2 separate regions of the Macaca mulatta genome follow, and region 2 is linked to region 1. The links are chromatin contacts, called in public Hi-C maps. All regions are on one chromosome and are shown on one strand. The core of a region is the stretch at or near the end of the contact, and the rest is flanking DNA. Distances in the headings are between cores, read along the strand shown.

Region 1 (3,319 bases), core at 541-3,040:
AACTGAAATGGATACAGAAAAATTTCCACTCAAAAGTAGTTCGTTTGTGAAAATGACCACTGGTAGATCACTTGAATTAATTTAGTTTACTCCAAGTACATTTTAAATATGTAAAGGAAAAAAACGTGGCAAAACACCTGTAGATCTTCTACAACTTTATTTAGGCAACAATTTGTCTTATAAGTATTCTTAATCATCAAAAGCAAGGAAATAACATTTCTGCTTCTTTCCATTCCATATTTCCCTGCTTGGTTAAAATGTTTTAGTCTGAATTCTTCATACATTATGAATATAACAACAAGGTACATTATATCACCCTACAATAAACAAGTTATTTTTATTTTCACTGTTCTGTATATTTCCGTAAATGCTCCACCATCAGAACGTGCAATTTTCTTAAAGCACAAGGAAAACTAAAATGTAGAGTCACATTCAAATTCCACATAAGTTACAAATCACACAACTCTGTGCCAATTCAGATATTTCCCGTGTATTTTTGCAAAGATGCAAAATAGTCTTTCTAGTCAGAACCACGAGAAAAAAACTCTATCCATCTTAACACCAACTTTAACAGCAAATAATTTTTTTTTAATCATAAATTGCATTGCTTTTTGTAAGTGTACGAAACCATCCCATGACTTATACGCCCGGAGCACGATTCCCTGCAATGTGAAGAGAATCGATAACATTTCAAATATGGGTAGATGGGGGTGATGTGACAATCCTAAAACCTGAAAATTTCTTAGTACCCATACCACACAAGAAGCACCCAGTTCGGACCCTGCAAACGAGGCTCAGGTCCAACTCTAAGCACTCTAGTTTCCCACCCCGCCCCCACCTCGAGAAAGGAGGGAAAACAACTTTTATTGGCCTCGTCTCTCAGGGGACTGGCAAACTAGCGGGGTAGTGCTTGGGCCTGGACACGTTTCACAAGGAGGCCCCCGTCGGGGGCTGAGAGGGCAGATAGCTGGAAAGCCCAGCATGGACACCCCATCTCCCCCAGCCAACACCCCCCTGCCCCACCCCGCCAACAAGAAGCCTGGGCCAGCCGACCCGCCGAGCGACCCCCAGGCCCCTCCGCTGAGACGAACTCGTTGTCATGTGACGCCGCCGCCGCTAAAACACCGCAGAAACGCAGGTCGGCGGGCGGCGGAAGGCATTCGCGCCAGCCCGCCTCGGCCCGGCCCCGCTGGGCGCGGGCGAGTCCCGAGAGCCCGGGCGAGGGGGGGGCGGAGGGCGGGCTTGGCGGCGGGCCCAAGCGCGCCACAAAGGCTTCCGCGCCTGTCGCCGTAGTGCCCGGGCGGGCGGGGGCAAAATTTTCGGTGCCCGCGGAAGGGGTAGCAAGCGACGAAGACGCCGGGGTGCCCGCCGCGCCCACAGACGCCTCTCCGGGCACTCGGACGGCCCACGACCGCCGCACCCCGCACAGGCCCGCGCGGCCTCCCTCCCCCGCACGGGGCCCGCGCCCAGCCCGCCCGCTCCCCGCTCGCGCTCTCTCGCTCTCGCCCGGCCTCCATCTTGGATCGGCGCTTCCAGCCCCCGCGCCGCTGCCGCCGCATTCCCCCTCTTTCCCGCCCCCCGCCGCCGTCGCCGCCGCCCGCACTCACCTCAGCTGCCCATCCGGGCGCCGCCGGCCGTCGACCTAGTTTCCCCCCAAAAGTCTCCGGTGTGTTATTCCCGATGTGGGGGGGTTGTTACGGGGTGGTCGCCGGGGGTTCGGGAGCGGGGGCCGCGCCTTCAACGGAGCTGCAATCCTAACCCGCCATCTGGTGGCATTTTCCACACGCCAATGGCGCCGCTGCAGACTTGGGTCCGGACCGCCCTCTGCTGGCCGCAGTGCTCACTGCCTTGCTGACGGGACGGGCCTGCCCGGAAAGGGGAGGGAGCTGAGGCGCGAGCTAGGGGCCGCGGCAGGAGCGCGCGCAAACGCTTTCCTGTGGGGATTGCGCGCACGCGCACCAGCGGGGCGGGAAACGTGGCCGCTGCGTGGCGGCCCCGCCCCCATACGGAGCGGTCGCGCAGTTCAGCCAATCGCGAGCGGCGTAGGCTTCTGGATAAGGGCGCTGTGGACTGTTCTTGGGCCGCCCGAGGCGGGCGGAAGAACGGCCACGGTGGCGCCTGCGCGTCCGGCTCTCCGAGTTGCCGCCCGCCATTTTTGGAGCTTCTTGGAGACCTAGGCAGGAACCCACCCCGGGTTCCTTCACCGAGGCTCCTCCCTAGGTCTCAGGGCCGGCGCTTTCCTCTGTCCCCGCCCGGCTCCTGCTGCCCCCACCCACAGCTCTCGAGACGCCCTGCGGAAACCCGAGGGTGAGGCAGCTCAGATCTCTGCTCCCACTTGGATTTAACAAGGGCCTCAGAGCTTAGCATTATATTTGCGATTTACAGTTGACAAGCGCTTTCACCAGGCGAGGGTGAAAAGGTTTCAAAGGAACTGTTGGGGACTTCCCTCGCCATTAATCTAGACGAAACACTGCCCGCCCCAGGCCGATTGGCGTCATCCTGCCTCTGTAAAGCACATCCTCTCCGTGGTGCTGGCTTTGCATAAGGCGGCAGCATTGGCTAGTTTGTGAGAAGAGAATATAACTAGACTGAGAAAATAGACTCAGCTGTGAAATTGGATTTCTCCTTCCGCAACCTAGGACTACTTTCAGTAGCTCTGAGATAAACATGAGAATCTTAGCCTTCTAGATGCCAAAAGAGAAATAATCACTAAGGTGAAATAATTAACTATGTTGAACGTCACCTCTTCCCTGATCTCCACCTGCCCCTCTATGGTTATGGATCCCTACCTTTCACCTGCTTACAACTTTTTACCACAAAAGTGAATCCTTACTCTACTGGATCATTAGCCCCATATCTGACTAACTGCTCTATCGCTATAGCCAACTCTATCTCAGTATAGAATCACTCAACTACTTTATAGTCTTCAGGGCCTATCTCCAATAGGTTACCCCTATTTGCGGTTTCTCTCTCAAGGGTTTGCAAGATGTGTGGCTTTTCACTGCAGGAAGTCATAACTGTCCAGATTGGATATGAATTCGTGACTGGACTCCTCCTTATAATTTTCTTGGGTTTTTTTCTAATCTCTGGCTGATTTCCTATCCTATTTTCCACAAAGACTGTTTCAAGCTTTCCATGTTATTAAAGATGCCAGTCCCAGCCCATACTAATAGATAAATTCATCTAGTTTCCTGGGCTCAAAGCTATGGGACTCCAATTCCGATTTGACATTCCCTCCATAATAAAATATCTGTGACCACCTCCTGTTCGTGATCTCAAAATGTCTTACCAAATTAACCCAGAACCCTTTTCCTTCTCT
Region 2 (3,319 bases), core at 436-2,935, 260 kb after region 1:
TGTTTATTCTAGTTAGCATTCGTCTAATCTTTTTTCAAGGCTTTTAGCTTCCTTGCGATGGGTTTCAACATCCTCCTTTAGCTTGGAGAAGTTTGTTATTACTGACCTTCTGAAGCCTACTTCTGTCAACTCGTCAAAGTCATTCTCCATGCAGCTTTATAACATTGCTGCCAAGGAGCTGTGATCCTTTGGAGGAGAAGAGGTGCTCTGATTTTTTAAATTTTCAGCTTTTCTGCTCTGGTTTCTCCCCATCTTTGTGGTTATATCTACCTTTGGTCTTTGATGTTGGTGACCTACAGATGGGGTTTTGCTGTAGATGATCTTTTTGTTGATGTTGATGCTATTCCTTTTTGTTTGTTAGTTTTCCTTTTAACAGTCAGGTCCCTTAGCTGCAGGTCTGTTGGAGTTGGCTGGAGGTCCGCTCCAGACCATTTGCCTGGGTGTCAGGCTGTAGAACAGCAAATATTACTGAACAGCAAATATTGCTTCCTGATCCTTCCTCTGGAAGCTTTATCCCAGAGAGGCAGCTGCCTATATGAGGTGTCTGTCGGCCCCTACTGGGAGGTGTCTCCCAGTTAGGCTACACAGGGGTCAGGGACCTACTTGAGGAGGCGGTCTGTCCGTTCTCAGAGCTCAAATGCCGTGCTGGGAGAACAACTGCTCTCTTCACATCTGCAGAAGTTGTCTGCTGCCTTTTGTTCAGCTATGCCCTGCCCACAGAGGTGGAGTCTAGAAGCAGTAGGCATTGTTGAGCTGTGGTGGGCTCCGCCCAGTTCGAGCTTCCTGGCTCTGTTTACCTACTCAAGCCTCAGCAATGACGGACGCTTCTCCCCCAGCCAGGCTGCCACCTCACAGATTGATCTCAGACTGCTGTGCTAGCAGTGAGCAAGGCTCCCGGGGCATGAGACCTGCCGAGCCAGGCACAGGAGAGAATCATCTTGTCTGCTGGTTGCTAAGACCTTGGGAAAAGTGCGGTATTTGGGCGGGAGTGCCCCATTTTTCCAGGTAGTCTGTCACGCCTTTCCTTGGCTAGGAAAGGGAAATCCCACAACCCCTTGTGTTTCCCAGTGAGGCAATGCCCTGCCCTGCTTCAGCTCGCTCTCTGTGGGCTGCTCCCACTGTCCAGCCAGTCCCAATGAGATGAACCAGGTACCTCAGTTGGAAATGCAGAAATCACCCATCTTCTGTGTTGATCACGCTGGGGGCTGCTGACCATAGTGTTCCTATTCAGCCATCTTGGAATGCTACCCCACCAAGTAACAATCTAAAGAAAAACTATATATGCAAGGAAAATTATATTAATTCTGCCCAGTATATATTCTCTGTTTAAAAATATAATTTATTTTCTTTGTCTTTCATCCATAATTGCTTCATGGGAATGGGTGCTTTGGTGCTAAAGGGTCTCCGTTTCCTTTCTGTGACTCACTTTATTCTTTCTCTTCTTGCTGTCACATTCTGCTGTAATGTAGGTAGCAAGCATAAAGATGGCCCCAAATTAGTAATTCTTCAATGACCCATCCAAGTATGACCTTGCATGCTTCATAGAAAGTGGAGTTTGTGTGAACTCACATGCCTCTGAGTCCACACAGGCACTGGAAAGAAGAAAAAAAAAAAAAAGGAAAGAACTTGTAGTGTAATGAATGTAACTCAAGAGGGAGGGGGATGGGGATCATGGCAAATATGTTTCATCTTCTCAGTGACAGCAGGTTGCTACCAAGAGGAAGTGTGAGCCAGTGCTGCCAGATCTCCAAGTTTTAAATGAGAAGCCCAGAAACCTAGATTTTTATGAGAAATCTCTCCATTTTCAAATGTTGAAAACTGATTCCAGTTTTACAAAATATGCTGAGCTTTGCTTGAAAATTAGTACTAAACTGTGGGACCACAGTTTTGCACCTTCCAAAATTCTGAGATTATGCTGTTTGTTTTACTTTAATGTGCTAGAACTGCACTGTCTAGTATAGTAGCCACTAGTCACATGTGACTGTTAGACACTAGAAATGTGGCTCATCCAAATTGAGATGTATTGTAAATATAAAATACGGAATGGATTTTGAAGACAGAATGAAACAAGTTTATAAAATATTTCAGTCATTTTTTAAGTGACATGTTAAATTGATAATATTTTGGATATATTTGTTAAATAAATTATTAAAATTAGTTCCACCTGTTTCTTTTTACTTTTAAAATGTGCTACTAGATTTTAAAAATTGCATATGTGGCTCACATTATATTTCTATTAGAGAGCACTGTTCTGGAATTTAAAAAATAATCATGTATGACCACTGCAGATGTAGGGAGTTAGTGTCCTGAGAATCGGACTGCACCGGCAGCAGCGAGTCGAGGGCCTTCACACTAACACCCCTGCTTAGTGAGCGCTGCTTGTGCGTTGTCTCTTCCTGTTGGCATTTGCCCATGGACACCAGGAGTGAGTCTCTATAGCTGCCATTTTGCCAACAAGGATGAAGGGAGACTGGCTCAATGAAGCTGATGCCTCCTGAGGAACTGAGGTGGAGGAAACCACTGTGCCTATTTGTGCCCAGGTGGTACCCTTGGGAGTGATGAGGGGAAGGGCCAAGAGAGATAACTGTAGAAGAACTTAGAGATTTTGGCAGAGGTGAGCAGGTGAGTAATAGGTGGGAGAGTCCACCTGAAAAGTTGATGTCTGCATGTTTATAACTAGTAATGATTGTCTCCTGGGGCCACTGGGAGAAGATGGCGGGAACCTGATATATGAGCAAGGAAGGGACTCCCATTTATGGAACATCCTCTCTGTACTGGGCACCATGCTAGGTGCTGTTCATAAAGCATCTCAGACCAGGTCATAATTCTCAGAGCTCTCTGCTGGAAGAAGGTTAGGGTTTTGTTGTTGTTGTTTTTGTTGTTGTTGAGACAGGGTCTTGCTCTGTTACCTAGGCTGGAGTGCAGCGGTGTGATGAGCGCTTACTGCAGCCTTGACCTCCCAGGCTCAACTGATCCTCCTGTCCCAGCCTCATGAGTAGCTGAGACCACAGACATGTGCCACCATGCCTGGCCAGTTATTTTTTGTGGAGAGGGAGCCTTGCTATGTTGCCCAGGCTGGTCTCTAAGCCCTGGGCTCAAGCGATCTGCCTGTTTCAGCCTCCCAAGGCAGGTGTGAGCCATCGCACCTCCCTTTAAATTTTTTTCTAAGAACGAGAATTACATTCTGGGTTTTTGTGGGGCAGGGTCTTAGAATGAGGAACTCTGACCAAGCAGGGCTTCAAGGGAACTGCGGGGTAGTGAACTGGGAGATAATCTTAGCAGCTGTTGGAAGCCCCTCATCTAGGGGTTGAAATTGTTT

What was found. Hi-C and Micro-C count contacts between places; a contact is called where the count stands out from the background.
Region 2: a Hi-C map of fetal cortical plate shows a contact between it and region 1, with 4 times the contacts expected there. The contact joins the enhancer-like site here to the promoter of STAG1 in region 1. A contact is called at or near these places in 5 of 14 Hi-C or Micro-C datasets (cortical neurons, fetal cortex germinal zone, fetal cortical plate and 2 more).

What each region holds. Positions count from the first base shown.
Region 1 is chr2:39,751,928-39,755,246 of T2T-MMU8v2.0, forward strand. STAG1 (STAG1 cohesin complex component) reads right to left here and starts at 1,791. Exons shown (of 34, transcript XM_077991520.1): 1 at 1,608-1,791.
Region 2 is chr2:40,010,991-40,014,309 of T2T-MMU8v2.0, forward strand. The region is part of intron 6 of IL20RB (interleukin 20 receptor subunit beta); the gene reads left to right. Among named protein-coding and RNA genes, the nearest start is that of IL20RB, 40 kb to the left of the region's middle. Within about 2 kb of position 1,686, at least 4 of the 40 cell types and tissues checked have an H3K27ac peak or open chromatin away from gene starts, as enhancers often do. A contact at or near this core is called in fetal cortical plate, where this site is marked.